Linked DNA regions of Sus scrofa: region 1 is linked to region 2. The links are chromatin contacts, called in public HiChIP or PLAC-seq maps. All regions are on one chromosome and are shown on one strand. Each heading gives the region's core, a stretch centred on a gene start, on an enhancer-like site or on the middle of the called end of the contact. The rest is flanking DNA. Distances are from core to core; before and after follow the strand shown.

What was found. HiChIP or PLAC-seq counts read pairs in DNA pulled down with a chosen protein or histone mark.
Region 1: a contact with region 2 is called in an H3K27ac HiChIP or PLAC-seq map of alveolar macrophages. The contact joins the promoter of E2F1 here to the promoter of CBFA2T2 in region 2. A contact is called at or near these places in 1 of 47 Hi-C or Micro-C datasets (heart right ventricle) and 1 of 2 datasets of contacts at active chromatin or transcription factors (alveolar macrophages).

Annotation. Positions count from the first base shown.
Region 1 is chr17:37,186,857-37,191,918 of Sscrofa11.1, reverse strand. E2F1 (transcription factor E2F1) reads left to right here and starts at 1,801. Exons shown (of 9, transcript XM_021077692.1): 1 at 1,801-1,805; 2 at 1,861-1,972; 3 at 2,097-2,489. The coding sequence starts at 1,801.
Region 2 is chr17:36,987,544-36,992,154 of Sscrofa11.1, reverse strand. It overlaps CBFA2T2 (protein CBFA2T2), which reads right to left and starts at 2,080. Exons shown (of 11, transcript XM_021078106.1): 1 at 1,875-2,080. The coding sequence starts at 1,908.

The DNA of each region.
Region 1 (5,062 bases), core at 552-3,051, 200 kb before region 2:
TTTTGGTTATCTAGGTGTACCAGTTTGTTCTCAAATGTGAGCATGAATAAAAATCACCTGGAATGAGGGAGGGTGCTTGTGAAAATGAAGGTTCCTAGGTACTTAGATTCTAAGTTGGCAGGGCTGGGGTGAGCCCAAAGATAGCAAGTACCCGGGTGATTCTGAAACCAGGGGTTTAAGGAGTACTCTTGAGGAACCAGGGCCTTCTCGTTGCATTCTCTGTGGCCTCCAGCATCAGTCTCTGTTTCTTTTATAACCCCTCTCAGTTCCTGCTCTGAACCAGACCAGTGTTGGGAAGAGGCCCTACTGGAGCTCCCAGTTGAAAGAGGAAGCAGATAGAGAAGTCCAGTGTGCAGTCAGTGCTGGGCAAGGGAAGAAGTAACTCCAGTACCAGAGGGCTCCCTGGAAGAAGTGATATTTATACTGTGGCCTAGGGATCTCATTCTTTATTATTATTATTATTATTTTTAGTACTAAATCTTATTTTTTTATTACTCAATGAATTTATCACATCCGTAAGGGATCTCATTCTTGATTGCATCTTAGCTACCTTTTATTGTTTGTTTCACTTTTGGCCACCCTGAGGCATATGGAGTTCCAGGCCAGGAATCAGATCTGAGCCACAGTTGCAACCTACACCACAGCTGTGGTAAGTCCGATCCTTTAATCCACTGTGCCAGGCTGGGAATAGAATCTACATCCTGGCACTACAGAGATGACACCGATCCCATTGTGCCACAGAGGAAACTCCAGCTACTTTTTTTTTGATGGGCCCATCCCCACCAGATGGCAGGCAAGTTCATAGAAATTATCAAGCCTTTCACATATCTGCCCTCAGCGCTGGCACAAAGCCTGGCACAGAGGAGAGGACAATATAACTCAAATCAGCTGAACTGAGCAATGAGAAGTGGCTGATGGGGAGGTCCTGTGGCCTCTGGTTGCTCAGCACACTCACCTCCTCCCTTTGTAAAATCTAACATGGAATTACCTTAATAGTTGAAATCTGTGTCATATGTAAACATTTGTTACCTCAGTTTCCCTCCAGCCCCTTTCACTAAACTGTTAGATCCTTAGGGCCAGGAGTCAAGAAGGGGGCACAGAGCAGACTCTCAAAACATTTGTTGGGGTTCCCAAAGTGGCTCAGCGGAAATGAATCCGACTAGGAACCATGAGGTTGTGGGTTCGATCCCTGGCCTTGCTCAGTGGGTTAAGGATCCAGCGTTGTGGTGAGCAGTGATGTAGGTGGCAGACAGGTCTCAGATCTGATGTTGCTGTGGCTGTGGCCTTGGCTGGCAGCTACAGCTCTGATTTGACCCCCAGCCTGGGAACCTTCCAGGGGGTACCCTAAAAAGCAAAAAAAAAAAAAAAAAAAAAAAAAAAAGGTTTGTTGAATGAACGAAGGAATCAGTTCAAGCAGAAGCTGTGCTTTGGTTGTTGAAGCGATTCCAGCTACAGGAGGCTTTGGAGAAAAGCCCCAAGCTGTACTGGGTCAGACATTCCTCTCCATTTTCTGGCAACTCCTTCTGCTTGTGCTCTGGGTGGAAGGGATAAGGTGGGCGCAGGATTTGAAAGTAAATGGCATTGGTGGGGCAAGTTGAGGAAAGATGTGGCTGGGGTTTTGTAGGTGGGCTTGAGATCCTGGAAAAGAGAAACTGCGTTTGCAGTTTCTAGAGTTATGGCCTGAGGGTGTTGGAGCACCCACAGGTGGGGGTTCTGGGAGGTCACGTGGGGTCTGTGGATAGCGATCTGTGCACAACACACGTTCTGTTGTAAAAGCCTCCACTAAAGGGTATCAACAGGATGGGGTGCGTCGAAGAGGGGGTGGGGCCACCACTCCCCACACAGGGCCGTCCCCTCTAGGGGCGGGGAGTGCGAACGCGCCTGGCACCGCCCCGACAAAGCCTGCGCGCGCCCCATCCTGCGATTGGCGGTGCTTCCTCGCGCCGCCGCCCCGTCCCGCCCTCCGCCGCCGGTCCGGCGCGCTGCAACCAATGGGCGCCGTCGCCGTCGCCTCCGTCACAGCCAGGACAGCCAATAGGCGCAGCGCTCGGCGGCTCGTGGCTCTTTCGCGGCAAAAAGGATTTGGCGCGTAAAAGTGGCCGGGACTTTGCAGGCAGCGGCGGCCGGGGGCGGAGCGGGATCCGGAGCGGGATCGAGCCCTCGCCTCGGCCTGCTGCCATGGGCCCGCGCCGCCGCCGCCGACTGCCACCCGGGCCGCGCGGGCCGTGAGCGCCATGGCCGTGGCCCCCGCGGGCGGCCCATGCGCGCCGGCGCTGGAGGCCCTGCTCGGGGCCGGCGCGCTGCGGCTGCTCGACTCCTCGCAGATCGTCATCATCTCCACCGCGCAGGACGCCAGCGCCCCAGCGGCCCCCGCCGGCCCCGCCGCGCCCGCCACCGGCCCCCGCGACCCCGACCTGCTGCTCTTCGCCACGCCGCAGGCGCCCCGGCCCACCCCCAGCGCGCCGCGCCCCGCGCTCGGCCGCCCGCCGGTACGGACACCAGGGACACTGGGCCAAGTGCGCTGCCTGGACCCCGGCGTAGACCCGGGCGGGGCGCTATGTTTGGCCTGGAGGCGGCGAGGGCGGGGGAGGGTGGGTTGAGGCGCCCAGGCTGGGCGGTGCCGAGCTTGGGTTGGGCCTTCGGGCTCCGCCCCGGGGTGCAGGGTGACCTCGGGCCAGTCCTTGTTTGCTCCTCTGTGCTCTGGGCCTCAGCTTCTTCGCTGGAGCCTGTCTAGGGTCAGACTCAATGATAATAATGGCCCACGTGTATTCAGCTGTTGCTGACTGCCTGCCAGGCCTCTGGCAGACTTCAAGGCAGCTAAAACTCACATCCATGCTGTGAGCTAGCTCTGTGTTGTCACTGTGCCCATCTGAACTGTGCCCAGAGAGGGGAAGTGGCTTGCCCCCTGGTCACAAGGCTGCAAGTGGGATTTGAACTGAGGCCTGCTGGCTTCAGACCAGAACTTGTGGCTGGATGGTGGGCACGGCTGCTTGGGGAAGTCAGGGGAAAGTTCTGGGACCAGAAAGTTGAAGGGCCATTGAGGAGACCCTCCTTCCTGCCTGGATGCTGGACTGCCAGGTGCAGGCCTAGCCCTCCGGGCCTCTGGGGACAGGCCGCCTGGCTGGGAGGCCTTCTCTGCAGGGGCGGGGTGGCTGGGCCAGCTGCTGATTCCCCTCCCTCTGCCTGTCCTTCCATCTGCCACCCTCCACCCTCCCAGACTCTGGTTGCCATGGAAGCTCATTAATCAGGCAGGCAGACCCCTGGCCCCAGTGGAAGTACTGGGTGGGCTGGGCCTCTGGGAGCTGGAGAGGAGGCCCCCAGTGCTAGAAAAGAGTAAATGCCCCAGGGAGATGCCTTGATAAAGTGCTCCCTGAGCAGCAAGAGGCTTAAGACCAATTCAGATTGGGGGGGGGCTCAGAAGAGACCGCTGAGTTACAGGGGGAGAAGGGGGTGGAGGCCTGGAGCTTGGACCTGTGGGCCGCAGGACAGGGTGTGGAGACCAGTTTGACTGGCGCAGCCTGTGGGTAAGGGTAGGGCATGGATGGGCAGGCAGGGGCCAGCCAAGCAGTATGGGGTCTCAGCACAGGGCTTGGAGCAAGTGGGAGGGGAGAGGCAAAGCCCAGGGCAAGGAAGTAGTATCTGCCCAATTACTGTTGGGGGACTGGGTGGCAGCTGGTCCCTGAGGCATCCCACCAAGGTTCCCCCAGTCCCCCTGGCCCCTTGCCCAGTGTGGCCTTCCTTCCGGAATCACTAAGATGCTAATAATAACAATAGCAGCCACCATTATTTTGAGACTGTTTTGTGTGTTAGGCCCTGTGCCAAGCACTTTACCCAATTAACTCATTTAACCCTCTCAACAACTTTCCCCTTTTCCAGGTCGGGAAGCTGAGGCCTAGAGAGGTTAGAACCTTCCCTAGTTACTCAGCTAGTGAGTTGTGAGACCAGTCCAGATTTCCTGAGTGGTTAACCACTAGGATGCCTCGCTTCCTGGAGATGCTAATAGAGGTTGATGAAAGCACAGGACCCCTTCCTCCTAATGAGTGAGGGGGATGGAAATTGTACCGGGGTGGGTCGCTTGGCTGGTCTCCTGCACCTCAGCAACCTGTTACTGCAAGTACCAGCTTGGGGCCTGGACAGGTAGCTTCCATTTAGCTAATTGATAGTACTTGGCTGTGGGGCCTGCCCTCGGCAGTCTGAGCTCTAGGTTCAGAGGGACAGCCAGAGACTGGGCCAAAGACATGCCCTGTGCTCCACTCCTTATGGTGCCGGGGGCAGCCTCAGTGGGCCTGAGCATTCCCTTCATTCAGCACTTGTTGGTGAGTGCCTATGAGGTACTAGGCAGAGGCAGGTAAGGAGCCTCTGCCCCTCAGTGCTTAAGGGCTAGTAGACATTTTTCGCCGTGGGCAGGGGTGGGGGCTGGTGCTGTCTTGGAGCTGAAGTTGAGAAACATGGGCCCAGGTTTTGCCTTGAACATTGTACCTTTCGGTAGCCACTGGCCACCTGAGCTCTGGCCTCCACTGACCCTCGGCACTGGCATTTGTTTGGGGCAGCCCATGAAACAAGCTACAGACTCAGCTTCTGCACAGGTGAGCATTCACCGAGCACCTCCTGCATACAAGGCTCTGTGCAGCTTAGCCTTCCTCTTGGCCCTTCCTGTCCACCTCTGCCCTGTTACCCTGGCTGTTAAAAAACAAACTAGATATAATACATATTTACTATAGAAAAAGAGACTAGAAAGTTGAGGGGAACAAGGTCTCAGAGTTGTTTTCCTTTTTTCTTTTCCTGAGCCAGTTTTTTTGTTTTTTTGTTTTTTTTTTGCTTTTTAGGGCCACACCCTTGGCATATGGAGGTTCCCAGGCTAGGGGTCGAATCGGAGCTGTAGCCACCGGCCTACACCAGAGCCACAGCAACGTTGGATCCAAGCCTCGTCTGCGACCTACACCACAGCTCATGGCAATGCTGGATCCCTAACCCACTGAACGAGGCCAGGGATCGAACGTGAAACCTCACGGTTCCTAGTTGGGTTCATTGACCACTGAGCCATGATGGGAACGCCTGGGGT
Region 2 (4,611 bases), core at 831-3,330:
TACTGATACAAAAAACACTAAAAACATCTAAGGCCACTGCTCTAGACTAATTCCTCCAGGGACTCGGAGCTCCAGCATTCTCTTTGCCTAGAACTTCAGTTAAAATCATTAGCCAATCAAGACTATAAGTAAGCTTCTAGAGACAAGAATCGGCTCTTATTCATCTTTGGAAGCCCTACATCAGCACACAGCCTGGTGCTTAGCAGATGGTCAATGCTGAATCTAACTGTAACATGAAAACCTCACTGAAAAAAAATCCTCTCAACATTTTAATGTAACTTACTATATGCTTCCAGATTAAGAGACAAAGTATACTAAGCACATTGCCTGGGAATGTAATATAGAATTCTCTTAGGAACACTATAAATAAATAAACAAAACAAACTTCAGTTACATAACAGAACCAAGAATTGTATGTTAGGGCCTATTTTAAACTGAACACTGCATAAAAGAGATGTGGGTATAAAAAATTTAAGTTCTGATAAAAGGTCCTTTCACTATACAAAGATAGTGTACCTTTGTCAGACCTAAGCTCCAAGAGGAATGGATCAAACTATCAAAAGCAGCAACTTTGCATTTCCTCAATCCAACCTTTAATGGGTATCAAACAAAGAGAGGCTATGGAAAGTGTCCCTTTTATGTGTGGAAGAACATGGGCTCTGAGGCTGGATCCACAGGGTTCCTTCTGTTCCTCAGTGTCATCCTCTACAAAATGGGCTTACACAAATACTTAACTCTTATTTATACCATAATCAGGATTAAAGAAAAAAAACATGCAAAATGGATTTGTTTCCCCATTTAACATGTCTCTTCCCCCTCCTCCCAAATAAACTCGAAGCTTGAGTTTGGTCTATCTAGTTGTTCCTATATTCCCAGAGCCAAAATGGTACTTTTTACTTAATAGATGATTTAATAAATATTAAATGAATAGAATGCAAAAAGCCTACTGCTCAAAAAAAAATGTTGGCTATTATTGCTACTGTAACAAGAAACAATTAAAATTTTATCGTTGTTATTAAGAGACCCACCCCGCCCCCAAAGATCTTATGATTCTAGGAGGAACAGTAGATAAATGCTAAAAAGGAAAAATGGAGGTAAGAAAAGCAATTGGATCATAAAGCAGGACTAACCAAAGACAAAATTAAAATCTCACACAAACAAAAAACCAGAGACCAATCTAAAGCTTTTCCAAGTGAGGTTCACCCTGGACGAGGTTTATTAGCGATTATAGTAATGACAATTTCCACACTTGTGTATGTGCTAAAGTCCATGCCAAGCCTCCCACTTGGACACACAAAACCCACAACTGGGGTAGGGAGGGGCTGAAGATGCTCTTTACATCTTCATTTTGCAGAAGGGGAAATCGAGGCTCGAAGAGACCCAAGGTCACAGCCTGTGAGTGGGGGAACCGGGATGGAAACCCAGGCAGACCAACCCCTGAGTCGGCACTCAACAGGCCCCTCGGAGGCAACATCCTCGCTTCCTATACCATCCGCCACACACCCCTCGAAATTGGGCGTGTGTACTACTTCTCCAGGGTCGGACTTTGTGGCCCCGGAGCCGGGAGAACAAAACAATCCTTGTCCGCGGGCAAGTTCGATGGACGCCAGCCCGGCCGCGGCTGCGAGGCCGCGGTCCCCACAGATTCGCTCAGTCCATGAGCTCCGAGCCCTCGAGCAGTGCAGGAGACGCTCGGGCGGCCACGGGAGCCCAGGAAGGCCCGGCCTGCCTCATGACCTTGGATCTGCCGCCCTTCTTGGGGCCTCAGTTTACCACCCCGGCCTCGCGCTGGGGGCCTCCCGGGAGCTCGCGCTTGTGGAGCCGCAGGCCCCTCACACGCCCCCCTCAGCCGCCCGCCTTCCCGCCCCGCTTACGCTGGAAGGCGGCCGCTCCGGGGACGCCCACCATCGCCGAGCGCCAACGCCAAGCGCCTCCGCCTCCACCGGCGGCCCGGGTCCCTCGCAGGAGCCTCCGCGGGACCTGAAGCCGCCAAGCTCTCCAACCCCAGAGCCGCCGCTGCTGCCGCCGCCAACGCCACCGTTAGGCCGCGCGCCGCCCCGCCCCCCAGATGGCCCCGCCCCGTTCGCCTGGCACGCCCCGCCGCGCGCTCTCGCCTGCCAGGCCAACGCACGCGGAAGCCCGGCCCCAAGACGAGTTCCCACTAAACTCCAACCCCCTGACCTGCCCCGCCCCTTCCGCGCGAACCTACCACCCTATCCCGGAGCATCCTGCTTCTCAGTCCCGCCCCGCCTGCGTCACGCGCGCCCATCACGTGCACGGCCCAATCTTCAGACACTGGGATTCCTGCTGTGGTGAGGAAAGTGACTGGAGCCCAGAGGCGGAGCCCTAGGGGGAGGAGCTTAGGGGGGAGGGACACCGCCTCACCTGAGTTGTAGAGATTAAGGTCTAGTCGTTTTTTATGCCTGTCGTTTGGCGAGTCACTTCCCCTTTTTGGCCTGCAGTGTTTCAAATGTCTGAAATGCCATTTCCAGGAGTTCCCATTATGGCTCAGTGGTAACAAACTCTGATTAGTATTCATGAAGATGCCGGTTGGATCCCCGGCCTCCCTCAATGGGTTAAGTATCGGGCAAGTGTTGTCGTGAGCTGTGGTGTAAATTGCAGACGCAGCTCAGAGGATCATGCATTGCTATGATTGTGCTGTAGGCCCCCAGCTGAAGCTCCTATTCAACCCCTAGCCGGAACTTCCATATGCCACAGGCGAAGCCCCAAGAAGCAAAAAATAAAAATAAAAATATAAAAATAAAATGTCATTTCCATAAAATTAATAATTGTTGGCTATCATTATGTAGAGCTATTTTTATACACGCCATACAGTTAATCCTCACAATGAGAGAGAAAAATATCATCATTCTCACTTTTCTACAAATGCAAAAAGGGATTTTTCCACCAAATACCTTATCCACTGGTTATTGTTAGCAAAAAGCAGAGGTGGGATTGGAAGCGAGGAACTCTGACTTAAGACCCAGTTCTTTGAGCTACTCTGAACTATTCTGCCTCCCAAAGTCTCAAAAACAGGGATTAAAATTAAAGCAAGAGATTAATAATTCCAAACTCCTCTATGTACAAAGATACTGTAAACAAAGTTCTCTTGATTTGCTTGTCTTTTATAAGCAAAGGACTGAGATAAAATATTGGCAACATATTCAACAAAGAATATTCAAAATAAAGAACTCCTTAAAACTAATAAGAAAAATAATTTGATAGAAAAATGGACAAAGAGGAGTTCCTTGGTGGCTAAGTGTCTTAAAGATCTGGTATTGTCACTGCTGTGGGTCAGGTCACTGCTATAGCATGATATTCCTGGCCACAGAACTTCTGCATGCCTCGGATATGGCAAAAAACAAAACAAAAAAACAAAGAATGAATAAACATGGTGTTCCCTTCGTGGCTCAGTGGTTAACAAATCCGACTAGGAACCATGAGGTTGCAGGTTCGATTCTTGGCATTGCTCAGTGTGTTAAGGATCTGGCATTGCCATGAGCTGTGGTGTAGGTTGCAGACGTGGCTTGGATCTGGCATTGCTGTGGCTCTGGCAGAGGCCGGCAGCAACAGCTCCAATTAGACCCCTAGCTTGGGAACCTCCATATGCTATGTGTGAGGCCCTGGAAAAGACAAAAAAGACAAGGGAGTTCCCGTCGAGGCACAGTGGTTAATGAACCTGACTAGGAACCATGAGGTTGCAGGTTCGATCCCTGGCCTTGCTCAGTGGGTTAAGGATCCGGCGTCGCTGTGAGCTGTGGTGTAGGCTGGCGGCTACAGCTCCAATTCGACCCCTAGCCTGGGAACCTCCATATGTCACAGGAGCGGCCATAGAAAAAGCAAAAAGACAAAAAAAAAAAAGAAAAGACAAAAAAAAAAAAAAATGAATGAATGAATAAACAATATGCAGAAAAGAAAATCTGATGGCGAATAAACATTCTTAAAACATACTCAGTCTCTCCAATAACAAGGAAAATACCGATCAGTGAGCTGCCATATTTCATGCATTAGATTGGAAACTTCACTTGTGTGTCTTCATCCCAAAGAAACACTCAATCATGTGCACAAAAAATGCATAGGAGGAGTTCCAGTTGTGGCTCAGTGGGTTAAGAATCAGACGAGTATGCATGAGGATATGGGTTCAATCCCTGGCCTCACTCTGTGGGTTAAAGAATCCGGCATTGCCCTGAGCTGCGGTGTAGGCCCACAGCTGGGATCTGACATTGCTATGGCTGTGGTGTAGGCCCACAGCTGCAGCTCCAATTCGATCCCTAGCCTAGGAACTTCCATATGCTATGGGTGCTGCCCTAAAAAGACCAAAAAAAAAAAAAAAAGGTACATAGGAAAAAAGTTTGTCAGAATTATTTATTTAAAAAAACAACACTTGGAGTTCCCGTCTTGGCACAGTGGTTAACGAATCCAACTAGAAACCATGAGGTTGCGGGTTCGGTCCCTGCCCTTGCTCATTCGGTCCCTGTCCCTCCCATTGTGGCTCAGCAGTAATGATCCGGACTAGTATCCATGAAGACACGAGTTCGATCCCTGTCCTTGCTCAGTGGGTTAACGATCCGGCGTTGCCGTGAGTTGTGGTGTAGGTTGCAGACGCGGCTC